2 separate regions of the Mus musculus genome follow, and region 1 is linked to region 2. The links are chromatin contacts, called in public Micro-C maps. All regions are on one chromosome and are shown on one strand. Each heading gives the region's core, a stretch centred on a gene start, on an enhancer-like site or on the middle of the called end of the contact. The rest is flanking DNA. Distances are from core to core; before and after follow the strand shown. Region 1 holds the start of Gpd1l (glycerol-3-phosphate dehydrogenase 1-like). Region 2 holds the start of Crtap (cartilage associated protein).

Region 1 (3,653 bases), core at 869-3,368, 540 kb before region 2:
AAAAAAAAGAAAAGAAAGGGATGACTACATAGCTAAATAATAGAACTCCTGTCATACACACACACACACACACACACACACACACACGGCCTAGGATTGAACCCCAACACCATTGAAAAAATAAAGAGAGAGTCATGTTTTCTAATAATTCTGACCTCATGAAGAGCTTTTCCCACTCTGTAGTTTGAGCCCCAACAGCCAAACTCACTTCGCTGTCTATTTATATCAATACCTTCTGGCAGCTAAACTCCCACCCACTCCTGAACTCAGAAGGAAATGGACCAAAGTGAGCACCGTACAGGACTGAGGCTAGCCCAAATGGTGCTTTCTTTTCTTCATGACAAGCCTTTCCATCTCTCAGAAAATGGTCACTTGTGTCACCAGTGATGCCCACGTGGTGCTGGCCTCCACTGTTTTTCAGGAGGCTCCCCGAACCCAATGGAGAGCCCTCCTCTGTGCCCAATTTTCTATTTCAGTTATTTGTGGGTCCACTCTCTGGCTCCCCAGAAAGCTTCCCTTCTCAAGGCAGGGCCACCTTGCCAAGGGCTCCTTTCTCAACCACTGGAGCTGGGGGATGGGGTCTCCTGTGCTCCCCTCCCCCGCCCCAGGCAGGCCTGGAACTCATTATGCAGCAGAGCCTCGCTGTGTAACCAGACTATACAGATCAGGATGGCCTCCAATTCATACAGACCTGCCCATTTGGGTATTAAAGGCATTTATCACCACACACAGTTTGACTTGGTGTTTTAAAATGATCCCACTGTTTGGCCTTGGCTGACCTGGAACTTGCTATGTAGACCAGGCTGGCCTTGACTCAAAGAGACTAATTTGCCTCTGCCTCTAGAGTGCAAGAAATAAACCTATTCTATTTTTAAATTAAATTTATTTTAAACCAGACATTAATTTAATGAATTTAATTTAATCCAGATAGTTGCCTTTAATCCCAGCATTTGGGAGGGAGAGGCAGACAGACCTCTTGTGAGTTTGAGGCCACCCTGGTCTTTAGCATGTTTTAGACCATCCAGGGCTACACTGTGAGACTCTGTCTCAACAAATGAATTAATTAAAATAAGTTTGTTTACTATTGTGAGGCTGTGCGATTCTCTCCTTCCTCCGTGGGCCCTGGAGATCTGACTTCCATTAGGGTTACACCTTTCCTTGCTAAGTGAGCTAGCACTCTCCATTCTTGCTTTTGCTTTGTGATAGGGGCTCACGTGACCCAGGTTAGCCTCAAACTCACTGTCTAGTTAAGGATGACATTGAACTGCCGATCGTCCTGTCTCTACCTCCCTGAAGCTGAGATTACAACACATTCCACCATCTCTGTTTTTCGCGGCCGCGGCGTGCCCAATTGCAGTACAGCAGTTTGGATGGCTTTTTTGTGAAGCTCTGGCAGGGAGAGAAAAGGGGCATGCCCTTTGGGTAACCGTATGAGGGGGACAGTTCAAGTTTCTGCTTTGATCCTGTGTAGACAAGTTTTCCATCCTGAAATGCAAGGGTACTTGTTTGCGACAAGGTGGCCTCCCATTTTTATTTGGCCAAGGATAACCTGGGACTCCAGATTCTCCCTCCGTCTCCCACGTGCTGTGATTACAGGCCAGAGCCACCAGGCGCTAGTGTTTGAACTTCCTGTGTTCAATCTAGTTCTCTACCAACTGAACTACGACGCCACCCTTGTAGAGTAGATACTCCCAGATCAATGGCAGAAGACTTAAAGCTCCAGGCTCGCTAGGAAATTCAGGGGTGCCTGGACTTGTCCCGTTTATACGAATTTGACAGCCGTTGTTAAAGCAGGCGCAGGCTCCAAATCTGGGTGAATTCATAGTCAACTACTTAGGCTGTCTAGGCTCCACCCTTAAGTGATAGTTGTCCCTGCGCAAATTGCGATTAGGTGACACTTGTATAAGTTGGGTCGGGCTTGCTCTGTCCAGGATAGTGACACTCAGCAGCAGGAGCTCAGAGCTCCAGTCTGCGCAATAACATTGGCCTGCACGTGGCCCGCCTGGAACTGAAAGGGAGCCCGCAGGGAGGTGGACTACACATCCCAACATTCCTAGGGCAGGGGTGGGGCGACACCGGAGGCTGACCCGGCCACCCACCCGGACCAGGCGTGCGCAGTGGTTCCTGGGAGTGGTGGGGCGGGTCCTCCGGGCTGTCAGCTGTGGCCCTAGGCGCCTAGGCAGGGTGGCGGTGGCCATTGGCGGACAGGAGGGCGGGGCGGGGTCGCCCGGAGCGCCTATACTAGGCCGTTCCTGTGGAGGTGAGCAGCCGGCCTGGGAGGCACAGTGTGTGTTGCAGCGATCCGACTTGCAGCAGCGATCCGACTTGCAGCAGCGATCCGGCTTGGCCCTGAGAGGAAGGCTGTGCAGCAGCGATCCGGCTTGGCCATGGCAGCGGCGCCTCTGAAAGTGTGCATCGTGGGCTCGGGGAACTGGTGAGCAGAGGCGGGTGGGCGGCGCGGTCTCCGCCTCCAGGAAGCCCCGGTTCCGGGCCGGCCAGGGTTGCTCTCCCGCTGCTTCAGCGTGGACACCAGGGCATCGCGGGTAGGCAGAGAGGCGGGCCTGCGACCGCCTGTCCCGGTTGGACACTGCACGGACAGAGGCCACGCCGAGGAACCAGAGCGCGAGGTGCGGGGCCAAGGTGGCCCGGGTGGTAGCGCGCACCGCGCCCGCGGGCACCTGTTTGCGCACTGGTAACCCTGCGGTTAGGGCCACCTGCTCGCCACGCCCGGGTACTTGGCAAAACAACCCAAGGGCGTTCTCTATTCTCCCCTGCCGATCACCCCCGTGGAGGAATTTGCAGAGGCTCAGTTGTCCTTACTGCAGTTTTGGGATTGGGGAAACGGAGGCACAGAGCGTGAGAAGGGTCCTTGCTACCTGGGACAGTGCTGGCTTCAAGAGACAGTTCTCATTTCCTCTGGCGAGTGGTTCCCAATCATGTTAACGTGGTATCCGAGAAGAGAAAACAAGCCCCCAACCGGGACGTGAGGGTCCCAGGGAAAGGTGTTTGCAGAGCTTCGCGTCACCACTGGGCTGTATTTTCTGACTTAACTTGTAAAGTGCTTGGTGCTTAGAGGGCTTTGAAGCTCCTCCAGTAGTTTGCATACCTTGGTGGCCCTTAACGCAGGAGAAGTTGGGGGTCTCCGTGAGAAGGAGGCAGAGTATGGTGCGTTCCAGACTTTTCCCGCGGCCCAGGGGTGGAACAGTTGAAGGCCATTCTCGTGGCTTCTGTCCCCTTCTGTTTTCCTGTGGTCTGACGCACACCACAGTTCAGGCTGCTAGAAGCGGTACTGTTCTGGAGTCGTCGGAGCCACCTGACTGGTCTTTGAAAACTTGGCTCTGAAAGGACTTTTGGAGGAAACCTTAGCTGGCTGGACCGGTGGCCTCTCCCCGGCCTCCTATTGCTGGCCTCTACCCTTGCGTTGGCCTCAGTCCTTTACCTGGTGCCTGGCATATACTAAATAAAAAAATTTTTTTTCTTTGAGGCAGGTTTTACTTTAGCTCTGGCCTGATAGTTGCTGGGTAGACCAAGCGATCTACTCTCAGATTTGATTGCTGCTATTAAAGACGATGCAAGGGCCACATTGCCCAGCCCACTCCCCCCCCCCCCCTTTGGTTATGGAGATCGAACCTCTTGAGTAATAATGAATGCTC
Region 2 (3,377 bases), core at 602-3,101:
TGCTGAGAATCGAACCCAAGATCTCTGGGAGGGAAGACTGTTCTTAACCACTGAGCCATCTCTGCAGCTTTGTTTTTTGTTTTTGTTTTTGTTTTTTTGAGACAAGGTTTCTCTGTGTAGCCCTGGCTGTCCTGGAACTCACTCTGTAGACCAGGCTGGCCTCGAACTCAGAAATCTGCCTGCCTCTGCCTCCAGAGTGCTGGGATTAAAGGCGTACGCCACCTAGCCCGGCTGTTAATTAGTATTTGAGATAAGGTATGGCCATAACAAATACAAGAAGACCAACTACTGGTTGCTCTCATTTACAGAGAAGGTGCTTGATTTATTCAGATTTTTTAAAAAAAGATTTATTTATTATATGTAAGTACACTGTAGCTGTCCTCAGATACTCCAGAAGAGCGCATCAGATTTCGTTACGGATGGTTTGTGAGCCACCATGTGGTTGCTGGGAATTGAACTCAGGATCTCTGGAGGAGCAGTCAGTGCTCTTAACCACTGAGCCATCTCTCCAGCCCTTATTCAGATTTCTGATATCTCCAATTCTAATCTTACAGTCATATGATCTAATATTAATCCCAACGCCCATCCATTTATTGAATAGCACAGTAAATACAGTATTGAAAAGGAATGAGGAATTCTTGTTGTAATAAATCCTTTACAGGAACCTCCCCAAGAACCTGGTTTTCCTGGCCTCCTGACCGGGAACCGCACCCAGGTACCACAGCACGGGTGTGGAGGTCAAACATTGACGTGGAGGAGCCGATTCTGTTTTCCCAAAGTGTCCTGAGATTGAACTCAGGTCATCAGGCTTGGTACCAAGTGCCTTTAGCAGCTAATCTCGGAAGTTCTAAATACCTTCTGTTTTTGTTTGTTTGTTTTAGACAAGGTCTCATTGTGTAGCCTAGGCTGCTCCGGAACTCAGAGACTCACTGCTTCTGCCTTCTAAAAGTGCTGGGATCAAAGGTGAGCCAGTCAGCTTCTAAGTTTTACAAAAGGGTATGTGTATATGTATGTGTGTGTATATATATATATATATATATATATATATATATATATATATATATATACATACATACATACATACATATTTTACAAAAGGGTATGTGTATATGTATGTATGTATATATATATAGTTTTGAATTCTATCCCTATACCTTTGCTGTAAACTATTTCAAAGTGTACAGAATTTTTTTTTTCAAGACAGGGTTTCTCTGTGTAGCCTTGGCTGTCCTGGAACTCACTCTGTAGACCAGGCTGGCCTCGAACTCAGAGATCCGCCTGCCTCTGCCTCCCGAGTGCTGGGATTAAAGGCGTGCGCCACCACGCCCAGCTCAGAATTTTTTTCTTAATGCTGTCTTCATCATATAGCTCAGGTAAATTCCTCCAGCATCCTAAGACGTAATATATCCTCAACTAGACAAGTCACACGATATTCAAGGAGCCACCGGTATTCTTACTAATTTTATCCATGCAACATCCTCTAAAACCTTAGGTCAATAGCATTGCTATTCAAAGTGTGAAGCCTGTAAACCCGCAGCCTATTATTTATGGCAGGCTTAGCGATGTAAATTTGAAATAAATTTGAACTATAGTGGGAGTTTAAGGCTAATCTGGGCTACAGCTAGGAGACCGAGTCGAAAACTAAAACGCACCCCAACCAGGATGTGGTGAACCAGAAATTAGGCGTGCGCGGCCCATACATTCTTAAAGTGATTATAAACTTTCTTTCCTGTCAAAGATGGGAGTTCCACGCACCGCAGGCTGGCCTGGAATTCACTTGGGTCCTACCCCTCCACCTTTCAGAGGCAAAGGCTGAGCACCTCCTCCAGGCACGCCCATCTCGGTCCCCCGGCGAGGAGGTCTGCCGGACGGGGCGGGCCACGGCCCGCTTCCCCGCCTCCCTTCCTAGGCCTGCCGCGTCGCGCGTCCTCAGCTCGGGGCTCTGGTTCGTGGGCCACGCGCGATGGGGCCCCGCAGCCCTACGGCCGCGTTGCTGGTGCTGCTGTGTGTCGGGTGCGCGCCGACCCCCGGGCGCGGGCAGTACGAGCGCTACAGCTTCCGCAGCTTCCCGCGGGACGAGCTGATGCCGCTCGAGTCGGCCTACCGCCACGCGCTCGACCAGTACAGCGGCGAGCACTGGGCCGAGAGCGTGGGCTACCTGGAGGTGAGCCTGCGGCTGCACCGTCTGCTGCGCGACAGCGAGGCCTTCTGCCACCGCAACTGCAGCGCGGCCACGCCAGCACCCGCGCCCGCCGGCCCGGCCAGCCACGCCGAACTACGCCTCTTCGGCAGCGTGCTGCGCCGCGCGCAGTGCCTCAAGCGCTGCAAGCAGGGCCTGCCCGCCTTCCGCCAGTCGCAGCCCAGCCGCTCAGTGCTGGCGGACTTTCAGCAGCGCGAGCCCTACAAGTTTCTGCAGTTCGCCTACTTCAAGGTAAGGGCACTCGCCCCACCCCGAACCCCGCCCTGCCAAACCCCGCCCACTCTACCGAGCCGCTCTCTGTCGAGCCCAGGTCGCCGCCCCCGAGCCCCGCCCACAGAACCCCTTCCGGCTGATCCGGTCTAGCCGACCCCAGCTCCCAAACCACTTCTGCCCTATCCCAATCCCCCCAGCAAGCCTGCAGTCCAGTTGAGCCTCGCCCACCCAGGCCCCGCCAATCACATCTCCTGTCCTGTGTCCAGGACCATCCCCCTCTGCACAATCACCCTCCCTCAAAATTTGTCCTACCGAACAGGGTCCAATCTTGCCCCACCCTCCCTTGTGAGCGCTCACCAGCAGCATCCCATATTGGGCCTCCCTTGGGCCACTTCTCTAGGTCTAGCCCCACCAAGCCCAAGGCTCAGCCCTGCCACTCAACCTCGAGCATCATTCCTTTATCCTTTGATTTTTTTTTTCTCATTTATATTTTTATGTGCGTGCGTGCTGTGTGAAATCTGTGTGCCTGTGTCTGTGTGTATACCATGTCATACGTGTGTGGATGCCTATGGAGGCCAGAAGAGGGCAGCAGATCCCTTGGAGCTGAAATTAGAGGTGATTGTGAGCCACCCAGTGTAACCTGAGTACAGGGAACAGAGAGAACTTTGGGTCCTCTGCAAGGGCAGGACGTGCCCTTATCCACTGAGCTATGGCTCCAGTCCCCTTCACCCAGGTTCTGCCACAGAGCTCTGCTAAAGCTCTCCAAATCCCGCCCTTCCTCCTTCATCTTGAGCATAAAAATTATTTTCTCTCACTCTCTCTTTTTTTCCTCATGTAACCTGGGCTGGCTTCAGAACTGCTATATAGTGGAGGCTGATGGTGAATTCTTTATCCTCCTGCCTGCATACCTCCTGCATGCTCCACCCCTCCCAGCTCCTGTGAAAATTGTTTGCAGCCTGTGCTG

Evidence for each region. A called contact is a pair of places that touch in the nucleus more often than the background predicts.
Region 1: a contact with region 2 is called in a Micro-C map of the G1E-ER4 cell line, with 5 times the contacts expected there. The contact joins the promoter of Gpd1l here to the promoter of Crtap in region 2. A contact is called at or near these places in 1 of 484 Hi-C or Micro-C datasets (the G1E-ER4 cell line), 2 of 115 datasets of contacts at active chromatin or transcription factors (memory CD8 T cells and pancreatic cancer cells) and 1 of 9 other capture datasets (adipose tissue).

Annotation. Positions count from the first base shown.
Region 1 is chr9:114,932,452-114,936,104 of GRCm38.p6, reverse strand. Gpd1l (glycerol-3-phosphate dehydrogenase 1-like) reads left to right here and starts at 2,118. Exons shown (of 8, transcript NM_175380.5): 1 at 2,118-2,434. The coding sequence starts at 2,388.
Region 2 is chr9:114,389,186-114,392,562 of GRCm38.p6, reverse strand. It overlaps Crtap (cartilage associated protein), which reads left to right and starts at 1,851. Exons shown (of 7, transcript NM_019922.2): 1 at 1,851-2,431. The coding sequence starts at 1,964.